Regions from separate parts of the Sus scrofa genome. Here all the other regions are linked to region 2. A link is a contact called in public Hi-C data. All regions are on one chromosome and are shown on one strand. The core of a region is the stretch at or near the end of the contact, and the rest is flanking DNA. Distances in the headings are between cores, read along the strand shown.

Evidence for each region. Hi-C and Micro-C count contacts between places; a contact is called where the count stands out from the background.
Region 1: a contact with region 2 is called in a Hi-C map of liver, with 6 times the contacts expected there. The contact joins the promoter of SREBF2 here to the promoter of EP300 in region 2. A contact is called at or near these places in 2 of 47 Hi-C or Micro-C datasets (liver and skeletal muscle).
Region 3: a Hi-C map of liver shows a contact between it and region 2, with 9 times the contacts expected there. The contact joins the promoter of NDUFA6 here to the promoter of EP300 in region 2. A contact is called at or near these places in 2 of 47 Hi-C or Micro-C datasets (heart right ventricle and liver).

The regions. Positions count from the first base shown.
Region 1 is chr5:6,783,018-6,787,384 of Sscrofa11.1, forward strand. SREBF2 (sterol regulatory element-binding protein 2) reads right to left here and starts at 1,707. Exons shown (of 19, transcript XM_021091444.1): 1 at 1,428-1,707. The coding sequence starts at 1,515. It overlaps MEI1 (meiosis inhibitor protein 1), which reads right to left. Exons shown (of 36, transcript XM_021091442.1): 36 at 2,940-4,367. CCDC134 (coiled-coil domain-containing protein 134) reads right to left here. Exons shown (of 7, transcript XM_021091452.1): 7 at 2,940-4,367.
Region 2 is chr5:7,393,045-7,397,756 of Sscrofa11.1, forward strand. EP300 (histone acetyltransferase p300) reads right to left here and starts at 1,471. Exons shown (of 32, transcript XM_001929213.5): 1 at 98-1,471. The coding sequence starts at 191. It overlaps LOC110260836, which reads right to left. Exons shown (of 4, transcript XM_021093101.1): 4 at 3,795-4,585.
Region 3 is chr5:6,559,689-6,564,355 of Sscrofa11.1, forward strand. NDUFA6 (NADH:ubiquinone oxidoreductase subunit A6) reads left to right here and starts at 2,386. Exons shown (of 3, transcript NM_001185178.1): 1 at 2,386-2,541. The coding sequence starts at 2,403.

The DNA.
Region 1 (4,367 bases), core at 457-2,956, 610 kb before region 2:
CACAACATGTTAGCTGCCCTTGTTAAGTTCTCAGAACCTCCCTCCCCCATTTGTCAACACATCTCTGTATTTAGCAGCACTCAGTGGAAAAGTCTGTGGTTAGACTTGAGGTTTCATTTAAGGATCTTACCACACTGCCTGGATGACCAAAATCAGAAAGCAAGGTCAGGCCGAGGGGTGAAATGTAACCAAAGCAAAATGTGAAACAGATCCTTTTCAATTAGCCTCTGCCACTATCTCATCCCCTGGAAGAGAATCTTCTGCTGCCTGGGTTTCTTCATCTGTATAATTAAATGGGAGCCATCCTACCTGCCTGCAAGGCTGTAGTGAGATCTTGGACTTGAAAGCACTTGGTAAAACTCAAGAGCAAAACACACCTGAGTTACTGATTAAGAGCATGGGTTCTGGACAATCTAAAGTTAACACCTCCTGCTCTCAGTGTCCTGTAAAGTAGGAGCAATAAGAACATCTATCTCGAGTGACTGTAGTGAGGAATAAGTGAAACAATATAAAGTGTCTGGGGCCTAGAATATCGGAAGAGCCCAACTACTGAGAATTATTATTTTGGTGACTAACCTATTCACTGGACTCCTCACCCCCCAGGATCAGGTAGTGGCGACACCAACACTGGCCCAGGAACTGTGCTCTGTAACCAGCTGGGGGACCCCGGGCAAGCCGCTGACCCTCTGCAAACTTTAGGTTCCGTAGCCACCAAATGAGAGTATTGCAAGAGAGCATCCCTGGGCTCCTACCAGCTCTTCCTTTCCGCTGTTAAGGTCGTCGGAACAAAGGCCACCCGCTCCCCAGCCTGTCCCCGAGGGGCCACAACTCAAAACTCCTGCTGCTCAACTCCCTGTGCAGAACGACAGCAGGAGCGGCCCGGTCTCAACCCCGGAGAGATGCGTCCACGTTACGCCGCCACCACTCGTTTCATCAGCAACCTGCTTCTGCGGCCGCTCGCTGCCCAAAGTTTCCCGAAGCACGGAGAAACTGGGCCGTGGCTCAACCCGGAGAAGACCTGAGGGGTGAGCGCGCGGAGCCTGGGGGCCCGGCCCCGGGAATCCCAAGCTGCCCACGCGGCCGGGCGGGGAGTGACAGGTGCGACGTGGGCCCGCTGGCTGGCAAGCGGGACCTCGGGCGGCGCGTGTAGGCGCGCAAGGGAAACGGCGGCCGCGCGCTCCCCTCAGGCCGCTCCCCCGCGACGCCCCCGACAAGATCCCATGGTCTGCCGAAACCGAGCGGCCCGGCGGGGCTGAAACCCGCAGCGCCGAGGGCTGGGGACTGCCGGGGCGACCGCGCGTGCCGGTTCTTCCCGCGCGAGACTGGGGTGCCGGGGGATGGGCGTACGCGCCCCCGCGCGCGCCGCCGTAACCCCTTCCTCTCCGCGCGCCCCCGCACTCCCATCCACCCACCCACCCATCACTCACCGTCGATGTCCCCTAGGGTCAGCTCGTCGCCCAGCTCCGTGAGGGTCTCCATGGTCTCCAGACCGCCCAGCTCGCCGCTTTCGTCCATCGCCCGGCTCGGCGCAGAGGACCCCCCTGCCGTCCCGCTCAGGGAGACGCGAGGGCGGTGCCGCCGTCACCACCCATGACACCCAAGAGCTCCCGCCCGGTACTGCCTCACCGGCCGGTGCCAACCGCCGCCATGTTTGCGCTGCGCGGGAGGGCGGGGCGGGATTCCCCCGCCCCAACCCGCGCCCTCTATGGCCCCGCCCCCAGGCCGCGCACCCCCTTGTTTGTTGTCAATGGGACCAGGCCCATCTTGACCAATCGCCTTGCGGAGCGGCGCGTGGGGTGATGGCGCGTCAACGATCAGCAGCTCAGATTTGCATAAGAAGGCTCCTCCCCTGGCGGCCTCTTAGCGAATGCGAAGAGAAGGCTCCGGGTCCTCAGTCCAACCTTCTTCCCCTCGTTTAAAGGAACCGCTCCCTTTTTTGTTGGTTTGGCTCCGCAAGCTACTACCTCTGACTGCTGGGAGTTGAAGGGTTAACAAGTTCCGCCCCCGGCCGCGGGAGGCCCCCGAAGCCAGCCTTAAGCACATTACGTCATCTTCCCAGCTGTTCCCGCCCTCCCCACGATCCCAGCCCGCTGGGGAAGCGGGTGGAATCAAACCTAGACCCCTAGTACTGGAGCACGGAGGAATCCTTAGATCGTTAAAGTCACGTTCCAGCTAAGCCCCTTGCAAAGGCGCTACGAAAGCTCGCGAACCGCCTAAGAGTGGAGCATGTTTTGCAATTCATGCGCCTTTGCACCTGCCGCGACGACGCGCTTACTCCGACAGCCTCACCCAGTCTCACCCCGGTACATCAGAATCCCTTGCAGTCCTTTAAAATAATGCCAGTGCCTGGAACTATCACAGGCCTCCAGAGGTTGGGTCCGGGCATGAGCATCATGCGGGGATTATGAGGCGCAACCCACCCACGGATTCCCACTCTTAAACTTCTCAGTTCTGCAGCTGGTCACGATATAAACAAATGTGCACGTTTCTAGGAATTTATAAATAAGGAAGACAAATATGAGTGTTTAAAAAATTTGCAAGTTTGTGTGTTCAAAGGCGTTCATCAGAGTCTTCTGTAAATTGAGAAAAATTGGGAAGCCCAATAACGACCTGCTGAATAAATTACATCCACACAATGTAATTATCATGGCATCATTAAACATTACATACATGAATGTCTATCTGTTGACAACGACTTTCACAGTATTAAAAGGGGAAAGTATGTTTACTGCTGGTCTGTGAGAGGCAGCTGTTGCTTGGTGGTCAAGACAGACTTCACAGGCCCTGTGAAGGCAGGCATACGGGTCCATTTATGAACGAGTGACTCTGAGCTAAATAAACGCCCTAAGCTTCAGTTTTGTCATCTCTAACATGGGAATAGTGTCCCTCATAGTTGTGAGGAAAGTGGAATCACACAATTCAACCAATCACATTGCACATTCATTTGACAATATTTATTGAACATCTCTGGGGCAAGCAAAGAGACAATTCCTGCCCTCTGAGAGCCTCTGGTCCGGTAAAGAAAACATTGATATTTAAGACGAAACCTGAAATTATGAGAACTGCATCTGGTATAGCCAAGGGAACAAACAACACAAAGGCCCTGCAGCAGAAGCAGCTGATGGAAGCCAGCACTTGGAATAAGGCCTGACATACGGTTAGGGCCCCTGCAAGGTAGTTATTATAACTGAGAAAACAAGGATCTGTGTGTCACATGAAGGGCAGGATGGAAGGCCTAATAGCTGAGTGTCAGTTATAATTATGGGAGTGGTAGGATTCAGGGTAAATCTTACTTTCTCTTTTTTTTTTTTTTTTTGCTTTTTAGGGCCAAACCTGCAGCATGTGGAAGTTCGCAAGCTAGGGGTCAAAACGGAGCTGCAGCTGCCAGCCTCCACCACAGCCACGGCAACACAGGATCTGAGCCACATCTGCAACCTATACCACCACAGCGCATGGCAACACTGGATCCTTAACCCACTGAGTGAGCCCAGGGATCAGACCTGCATCCTCATGGGTACTAGTCGGGTTTGTAACCCGCTGAGCCACAACAGGAACTCCCAGGGTGAATCTTACTTTCTTCTTGGCATTTCAGTATTATTTAAATTACTTTTTATAATGAACATGTATAACATAATAAAGTACCTGGGGGAGAGAGGAACGTTCTCTTGTTTACATGCAGAAGAGCCGGTATAGGTTACACCAGTCTTACCCGGAAACAAAATCAAACCCCGCTGCCCTGCTCTGGTCCAGGCACTGAGCTGGGCAGTGTCATCTTCACATGTACCCTTCAGTGGCTCGCACAGGGCTCCCCACACTGGGGGTGATGCTGGCATACCATATGGCTCACTTTCATTGTGGTCCAATGCCTTCCCATCCCAGAGCCTCAGTAAACCTCTGCAGAGGGATCTCTGAGCACCAGGTCAGGTAAGTGGACCCAGTCTGTCTCCCACTCTACAGATGCTCCCACAGCTCCCAGGTGGACCTGCCCAGGGACGAGAGCAGAATAGTTCTATTTGTACCTCTTAAGGTGTCAGATGGGGAAACTTGAGTCCATTTGAAGGTGGAGAAGGGATCAGCCAAGATGGAGAGAAGTGAAGGTGTAGAAGGAAAAACCCAGGAGAACAGAGATGCTAGATGGGGCAGAGGTGAAGACAGGATAAGAGTGGGCCCCTCTCTTTGGCTGTGCTTACAGTGGGTGCTCAGCAAATACATGGGAGAACAAAGAACCATCAGAGAAGGGCACCTGTCACTGAGAAGCCAGGCCCCGACCTCGGAGAAGCAATTTAGGGCTGGACAGAGGGTTCAGACATTATCAAATTCATTACATCAGTGAAGCCACAACACAAGGAAGGGGTGGGCCAGGGGTC
Region 2 (4,712 bases), core at 221-2,720:
AGAAGTAGGAAGAGAGGAAGAAAACATGGACGAATAAAGGTGCAGCGAGCAGAAAAGATCAAGGAGGAGGTGGGAGGCCTGGGCTCCCAAGACTAACCTGTGCCATCGCTGGCGGACGCCGAGAGGGCCGGAGATGAGAGTTTAGGCCGCTTGGCTGAAGGCGGCCCCGGTTCCACCACATTCTCGGCCATTTTTAATTCTTTCGGAGATACAGGCGAGGAAAACGAGAATCCTCGGGAAATCTCTTCTTCAGCCCGGGGTCCCCGCCCGGATCCCTGGGGTGGGCTTGGGGGACTCCGCCGGCCCCCGAAGGGGGTGGGGGAAGTTCCTTTTTCTCTTCGCCGGATCGCGGTGGCTGAAGAGGGATGCGGACTCGATAGAAAAGGTAGGGGCGAGCGCGAGGGGCCGGGCCTGGGCCCAGGCCCGGAGGAGGGCACAGGCACACAAATGCGCCGAGCGCGTCCGCTGCGGCGAATTCCCGAGAACTCGCGACTCTAGAGGCGCAGTCCCCGGCCCGCCACGGCCGGCCCCTGCCCAGCCGAGGTCTCTCGGAGCTCCGCCGCCGCCATCAGCTTCTTCCTCCTCGGCGCTGTCCTCCTCCTTCTCATCGCCACAAGGAGGCGGGGGCGAAAAGGGGGGAGAGGAGGAGGCGACGAGAGACACTCACCTCCTCCCGGTGCCCCCTCCCGGACCTGAGCCCCCACCCTCCGAACCCTCCTCCTGCCGCCGCGCTCCGCGCCGCCGCCGCACCGGCCCCTAATGGCCGCAGAGAGCTCGCCCGAACCGAGAGCCAGGCTGGCGCCGCCGCCTCACATCGCGCGGCGGGCGGCGGAGGCGCGGCGAGGACGCCGGGCCCGGAGCTCGCCGACCCAGAGGGCCAAGGGGGCCGGGCCGAGCCGCGCCGCCCGCGCCGACACCAAGCCCACCGAGGAGGCCCCGCTCTGGCGGGCGGCGCAGGCGGCTTCCCCTCGCGCCGCGCTCTCCTCTTTCGCTCTTCCCTCCCGCGGAAAATAAATAAATACGGCCGCCGCTACGGCCCCCACCCCCGGCGACCAGGTGCCGGGAGCGCCCGCCCCCGGGGCTCCGCTCGGGGCCGCCCTCGGCGGCGGGCGAAGGCGCCGCGGGGCGCGGGGTTATGTAATGGTCCCCCCTAGGCGTCGACGCCGGCCCGGCTCCCGGGCCGCGGTGGGGGTGTGTGCGGGCGGGAGGGGCTGGGGGTCGCCTCAGCCCGTGCGCCCCGGGCCCCCTGCCACTGTCTCGGCCCCTGCCGCCTCTCTCCGGCCCGGCTCCCCTCCGTACTCTCGCTCTCGCAGTTCGCACTCAGCCCGGCGTCCCGCTTGCCCACTCTCGCCCGCTCCCTCTCGCCCTCTCTCCCCCCCAGCCTAGCACACAAACAAGATGGCGGCTGTTGTTTCTTCCCTCTGCCGAATCCTCCTTACAGGCTAGCGGTAGCAGCGGCGGCCGGAAATGAGCCAAAGGGGGGGGTGAAAAAAAGGGGAGGGGTTGGGCCTCCGGAGGGAGGTGGCAGGGGGCGGGGCCTCGGGCCTAGCGGCTCACACAATGGGGGAAGAGGATCCGGGGGCGGGGCCGGCTCCAATCACGGGATCCGCCCAAGGCCCCAACGCGGTTGGCGCTTCCGCAAACTCCCCCGGCGTCACCCGGTGGCTCCCTTTAAAGGGGAGGTTTGAGGGGGGGGGGGTCAGGGGCAGACTTGGGATCTATTTTCAGTCGGTGGACACTTACCAGGGAAGGTGCCTGGGCTGGGTCTCTGCGTAGGAGCCCGGTGGGAACCGGGGGTGACGGAGCCCAGCAGTTACGCCGGGAAGGCGCCAAGTCACCGCACAGGTGGCGGAATAGGAGCGCCGTGGGGATGGCCCTGCGCCCCGGGCCCTTAGCTGACTGGTCTTCCGAACCCCGTTGAATTTAGCAGGCAGAGGATACCCTGCCGCTCGATATTCCGGGCCAGAGACAGTGCGTTCTTCTCCATCTCTTAACCAAATGGAAAAGCTCATATCCAAAAACCACGCCGATTACGAGTTGTTGTTTCCTTTTCCCCCTAACTTTCCAGTTTTTTTTGCCAGTGAACATACATTATTTTGATAATCAGGAAACAAAAATCACAGCAGCGAGAAGATGTTTTAAGACCAGATCCAAATTATTTCTTGCTCACCACGTGGACACACGCCCCTACCAGGTAGCACTCTAACCAAAGGAGCCTTGAATTATTTTCTGAACACGTCCTGGACCTGAAGACATTTTAGGGTGTTTCTTTTAACCCACTCTCAAAAACCAGCTTGAAACAACAACAAACACGTTTAGGCAGTGCCTTAAAGATAATGTATGGGGAAAGAAGCAGAAACATACTGTGCTTAAGGTAATGTAAGGAGGGAAAAAAGCAGAAAAAGAAGTAATGATGGAGGAAAATGCTTGAATATAAATAAAATGTATGTGTGACAACTGTTGTGCAAAGGAGGGCCTCACCAGCATTCTTTCGCATTCCTACACGTTACAGGATTCCTCCGTGTTTGGCCTTGGGTAAATTGGTACTCGAAGTGGCAAGGTCTCCCTAAAGAAACTTCTATCAGTAGTATCAATGGAGATAGTTAAAAACTTTTAAAGCGTATTTCAAGTCTCATGCTCCTTAGTTGATGTTTGCCTATTGTCGAGTTTACTTTGTTTTTTGTTGTTGTTTATTGCCTCCCCCTCTCCCCAGAATTGAACTACTTGTTTATTGAATTTTAAATGAATAGGAGAATAACTTTTAAGAGCCTAGGAGTGAAAATCTTAACGAAGCAACTCAGGTTCCCACCAAGGATGAATGCTGTTGTGTGATTTCAGGCCTCATTCACCTCAACTGCAGTAGAAAAGCAGGCAGATTGAAAAGGACAGTTCGACTTACCTTAAAGTTGTTTGGATTCACCAGGTAGGGCTAAGGTCGGAATGGGTCAGAATGATTCAATTATTTTTAGCTGTTTTACCCACACTCTCAGTAAAGAGAACAGAGGAAAGAAATGTGGACAATACCTGCAAATTTCGCCTGTATATTCCTCAGGGGAGGTTGCTCATCTGACTTTTTGAAGAGTTTCTGACTTTTGGGCAAAGATTTGCCTAGTTTTGCAGAGACTAAACAGTGTTCAAACACCTAGCCAAATATACTGCGGGACTAGGTATAGGAAAGGCTCAAAGAAGATCTGAGGGACATCTCGTGAGAAAATTCTGCTAAGAAAGAGGAGTCAGGGGACCATGGACCTGCCCCAAAGGAAAGGCTCTACTGTACACAGGGGATTCTGATGTATGGCACTTCTTCCTGGGATTGATTCCTCTGGGTTTTACCCTGAGTCCAACCCTGAAGTCAGCCATGTTGGAAGTGGCTGGAGAAATGTTATCGCACAAAATGCAATCAAGGTGAAACTGCAGGTATGTTCAAAACCAGAGAATTGAATCTTCAGCTTGGCTTATAGCTAGCCTAATCAAATCTTTTTTATTTTATTTTATTTTTTTTTAGCTATGGGGATATTTTATTAGATGCCATTATCTAATCAAATAAATTTAATTGATTGTGGAATGCTACTTGTAGATGAAGAGTGGGTTCATGAAGAAAGAATTGTCTGCCAGTAGCCGTGTGGTGGGGGCAGGGAAGGGAGGCACATGAGACAGTAGAGGCATATGAGAAGTAAGAGCTGGGACACTGGGTTTAAATTCTGGCTCTGTCACCTAGCAGCTCTGTGACTTGGGCCAGTTCCTCATAGGTAAAATGGATTTCTTTCTTTTTTCTTTTCTTTTCTTTCTTTTTCTTTTTTTTTTTTTTTTTTTTTGCTTATGCCTACAGCATGCAGATGTTCTTGGGCTGGGGATTGAACCTGTGCCACAGCAGTGACTCCTTAACCACTAGGCCACCAGGGAACTCCTGGATTTCTTGATTAGACTTTCTTTATTGTTGTGAAAAGTAAACATCATAATTTATGAACAATGCTTATTACAGTGCCTAGCATATGGAAAGTACTCAACATGCTTTAGTTGTTTGTAGTTATCCTTTTCAAAAGGGATGGAGAATGAAAATGCAATGTAAGGTGATTAGCAGTGCCCAGAGCCTGGCCATTGCTCCTTGGCTACCACACTGGCTTCTCCACAGTCAGAAGAAAATGCCTCACAGGGTCATCTAACTCCTTTGAGATGTTCTCTGTTTATCTTGCCACGTACTGATCACTAATCTAGCTTCCCAGGTACCCTGAAGGCCAAAAGGAGACCCCTAGAGAGTAGGCACAAAAATAGGAGGAGAAAGGTGTTACCCGAGGGTGAATCCATCAGCTGCATGTAGACGAGATGCTACCCACATGACCCGCAGGCGCAGTAGTCTTGGTTCACTCCAACCCCCGCTCCCCAGGATCTATACCTTTTGTTTTGTGTTTCTTCCACCTCTGCGTAATCCTGCTGTCTCTTTGTCCAGCTGGATATCTGGACACCATCTACAAGTCCACATAGTCCTCCCGATGCCTTCTTCCTTGCCCTCAACCATCAAGTCCTGTGGATTCTACTTCCTGAATTGTCTTCCAAAGCAAGATGCTGAACCATGTGCAGGAGCCGCCTAGGCACAAAAATTAAATTAATAAGGGCCTTTATAGGTGTGCCCTCCACAAATTTTTCCAAAGCCTTTGTCATCAAGGGAAAAAAGTTCACGAAATTGGTTTGTGCCTGCAAATGAGAATGTGGAC
Region 3 (4,667 bases), core at 1,136-3,635, 830 kb before region 2:
GAATTTACATCGAGTTCCCTGACGGCCCTGTGGTTATGGATTTGGTGCTGTCACTGCTGTGGCTTGGGTTCAGTCCATGACCCCAGAACTTCCGCATGCTTCAGGCAAAGCCAAACAACAACATTAAATTCATAATGGCAGCTACTCCTAGAGGAGGCAGGAGCATGAACCTGGCTAGAATCACACAGGTAGACATCAGAGGTAGAGCACAGACTCTGAAGCCAGCTATCTGGGTCTCAATCCAATATTGTCATGTAACTTAGCTGCTCTACCTCAGTTTTCTCATCTGTAAAGTGGGTATAACAATGCTTATCTCACAGGTGTGTTGTGAGGCCTAAACAAGTTAATGTGCCTGGAGAATGTAAAACAGTGGTTACAAGGAGCATGGGACAATTTATATAAACTTAACTGTACTAAAACTTCCTGAGGCAGCTACTGAAGTTCAAGTTTCCATTATATTATGTTTTGTAACTTACATATACTACATGCTACACGCCTTCTTTTAACCCATAATTGAGTTAAGCATACAAACACATTTAAAAAAATAATACGGAGGAAAACAATCCAATTTTTTTACCCTTTAAAATGGGAAAGACTGGAGAATTCCCATTGTGGCTCATCGGTAACGAACCTGACTAATATCCACGAGGACGAGGGTTTGATCCCTGGCCCCACTCAGTGGTTTAAGGATAGGGCGATGCCGTGAGCTGTGGTTAGGTGGCAGACGTGGCTCAGATCTGGCGTTGCTGTGGCTGTGACTGGACACCTAACCCGAGAATTTCCATATGCTGAGAGTGCAGCCCTAAAAAGTAAGTAAGTAAGTAAATAAATAAATATAAATAAATACAAATAAAATGGGAAAAACTGGAGTTCCTGCTGTGGTGCAATGCGATCGGTGGCGTCTTGGAAGCACTGGGACACAGGTTCCATCCCTAGCCTGGCACAGTGGGTTAAGGATCTGGTGTTGCTGCAGCTGCAGCTCAGGTCACAACTGGAGCTCAGATCTGGCCCCTGGCCCGGGAACTCCATAGGCCATGAGTCTGCTAAAAAAGGAAAGAAAGGAGTTCCCGTCGTGGCTCAGTGGTTAACGAATCCAACTAGGAACCATGAGGTTGTGGGTTCGATCCCTGGCCTTGCTTAGTGGGATAAGGATCTGGCGTTGCGTGAGCTGTGGTGTAGGTCCCAGACGCAGCTCGGATCCAGCGTTGCTGTGGCTCTGGCGTAGGCCGGCGTCTACAGCTCCGATTCGACCCCTAGCCTGGGAACCTCCATATGCCGTGGGAGCAGCCCTAGAAAAGGCAAAAAGACATTAAAAATGGGGGGGGGGAGAGACTGGGCTAGATGCAGGTCCATCCCCCATGCTGGCTGGGGTCCCAGTTGAGCCCTGACCCCAACTCCTTCCCAACACTTACAAGGTGTCTGTCCAGCTGCACTTTCAGAAAAGACCCATGGACTCCAGGCAAGTGTTAAGGCAGGGGCGCAGTCGGAGATGGCCAGTGACCGAGACGTCTGGCACCACCTCAGTTTCTCACCTGAAGATGGGAGGCCAGCAGACCCTCCCTGATCTGGGAGGCTGACAAAGACCAAGCAGAACACCTGTGCACGGCCTGACAGGCTGTCAGCTGTTACTTTTCCCTTTACCCTTCCAGGTTCCCCTTGATGTTCAGAGGTAACCTCAGGAGAAGAATGCCAGGCAAAAGGGCTATCCCCAGTGGACGACCTAAGGTTCGGTCCAGCTCCAAAATTCTGGGCTATTTGTCACAGAGATGCAGAGTTTGGGATGAAAACGTCCCCGTCTAAATGCGGCTGATGATACGACCTACCTCCTGGGCGTGGAGAAGCGCTGAGAACCTAAAGGGCCAGGAGAGCGCTTTCACCTCTACCTCTACACCACGCTTCGAGAGAGCAGGTGTACAGGAAATTTTTTTTTTTTTTCCAGAAAAGCCGCAGAGCTGCTGGGCCAACGCCACGGCAGAACAGAAGCTATTATCCGCCTCAGCGGCCCCTGGGGCCGACGGCCGGAGCCCGGGGAGCTGATAGACGAAGCTCCACAACCCGCCCAGCACGAGCGCTCGGCCTGACTCTTGACAGCAGCGAGACACCAGCTCGCGGCCCAAAGATCAGCCTGGGCCCGAGCGCCCCCCGGCGGCACAACAGGGCGACGGCTAGGACCCCCAATGGCCGATAGCGCGATTCCGCAGGTGAGCATGCGCCTGCCGGTCTCCAACCAAGAGAGCAAGGCTTCTCAGCCAATAAGAGAGCCCCACAGCCATTCTCCCGCCCACCAGCGAAGATTGTGGGCGGGGATACAGGTTTTAGCCAATGAGAAAAAAAAAGGCGTCCCCAGGCCGCCCTGAAGAGTAGAAAAGGGGGTGGTGTTGAGCTGTGGTTTATTTAGCAAGATGGCGGCGAGCGGACTTCCCCGGGCGGCTGCGGCGGCCGGCACCTCGGTGAAGCCCATTTTCAGTCGGGACATGAACGAGGCCAAGCGGAGGGTGCGCGAGCTCTATCGCGCCTGGTATCGGGAGGTGCCGAACACTGGTGAGAGGCAGCGCCGCACGCGGGCACCCGGAGGCAGCCGCCCAAGGTCGCAGCCGCCCCGGCCTCCCGTTTCTGCCGGGCCGGGCGGAGGTGGCCAACTTGGGCAGGGGTGACTCCGAGTGCTTCAGGGCAGCAGGGTCCCACGTGCCTAGTCGTGCTCTGCGTCGGAACCGCGCGTCTAGCGCTCTCGCTCTTTGCCCCCCTGTATTTCTTCCCGAGCCCCTGCGAGGGAGAGCAGCGGCTGTCACTGACATACTCATTTTATAGGTGAGGCAACCGAGGCACCTAGAGGCCAGGCCAGGTCAACCCCCAGGTGAACTCTGGAAAACCTGAATGTATTTACGGACGCCCGTTAGGTTATATAAACCAAAGGGCTGTAGAATTTGAGCCATCGTGGTCTTCCCACATTTCCTACGGAGAAGGGAAGGGACTTTCCCAAGGTCATCCAGTAAGACGTGGTGCCTTTTGCCGTCCCTCCAGGTGAGAGGGCCACCCTCCGCAGTCTCCCAAGTCTTTTTACCTGGCTCTGCAGGCTAGTTTTCCTTAAGAACGCCTTCCCCTGCCCTCTGCTGCCTCAGAACCCCAGGAATCACGTGTCTGAGAACCAGTCTGTCCACCTGCAGGATTAAGGTATAAGCTCCCTGGGTTCAAAGACTGTCTTTTTCGGGGGGCCGGGGGGGCATCCCCCTTAGCGCTGCCCAGTGTAACTAGTGAAGGAAAAGTTGGGGAAAACCTCATCTAAACTGTCAGGGGCAATACACATGTCAGGGACATTTTTGTCCCCGGCTTTCTCACTGGTGGAGGGGGTGTGTTCAGGGGGCTGGGATAGGAGGAGGCCGCCTAGGACAAAGCTATGGAATTTTTCTCTTTAGAGACACGGGTTCTTAACCGGGCAGGGTGGGCACTCAGGGGTCCGTAAACTAACATCGTAAGCACATCTTTGCATCTGTGCCTGTGAACATTTTCCTGAGGAGAAGATGCATGCACCCAGTGAGCTGGTGTGTGGTTTAGGACATCACGTGGAACGGGAGTGGGTGGACACCAGCTTCCCTAGTAGGCGTGGAGGTGCCTTGTTGTTTCTCCCAAGGTTGGGCAGGTATCTGATGTGACTATGCGGGAAAGGTAAGCACTGATAGCAGGGGGAGATTCTTCATGCTCCCTTCCTTAAACGAGCAGAATATCGTACATTATAAAACAATAAACAACCTGGATTCTTGGCCCCTGTTTGCCAGGAACCAGTGGTCTGACCTCAGGCAAGTCCCCACAGTGCTCTAGTGCTAGGATTCTCAAATCCAGGATCCATGTTAGTTTGCATGGATTTGTGTGTCTTTGTCCTCTTGTCCCTGTGTTTGCTTTTCCAGACTTCCTAACGTGATACTGACTGTGGTGTTTGGCACCTAACTCTGTGGCTGAAAACCTAGATTTTTAGTGTTTACCATTTTCAGTGATGTAAATACTCCCACCGCGGTGGATTTTTAAGCCCTCAAAGTGAAGTCAGTGCAGGCAGATTTGGGAAGAGACGTGTGTGCCTGGCTCCCCAGGCAGCCTGCTCCAGCACACCACTGGACACCGAGCTCTTTCTTGTGTGGGTGACCCTCTGCCCTCCCTGTTAACACCCGTGAAGCTGGGATGGCGGAGTTTCTCCTGTTACATTTCTGCTGTTGCTTTTATTCTTTGGTTGGATCAGCCGGGCTTGATCTTTTCCTCAGCAGAAGCTTTATTTTTCTATTGCTATCACTAAGTTATGAGTATAATCAAAGATTCAAACTTAATTGTCCCTAAACAGCCCTTGTGCTTTTCAGAGCTGGCCGTGATAGTTCTGTAGACCAGAGTGGCGACGTCACAGGAATGGCCACACCGCAAGGTCTCCTCACCAAGGGAGCCCCCAGGCCTCCTCAACCTCGGTGCCCATTCTAGCCTCGGTGCCCATTCTAGCCTGTTTATTCTGTTGCCTGGGCCTCGTGTGCCCCTCTCTTCTTATTTTACCTACCACTCAAGGCCCTGTTCGTGTCCTTGTCACCAGCAAATCCACCGAAGGCCAGCCGCCAGAGGATAAGAATACAAATGACCGAAACCTAATTTTCAGAGAACATCTATGGGCTTTATCTGAGCTCCCAAGTCACTGA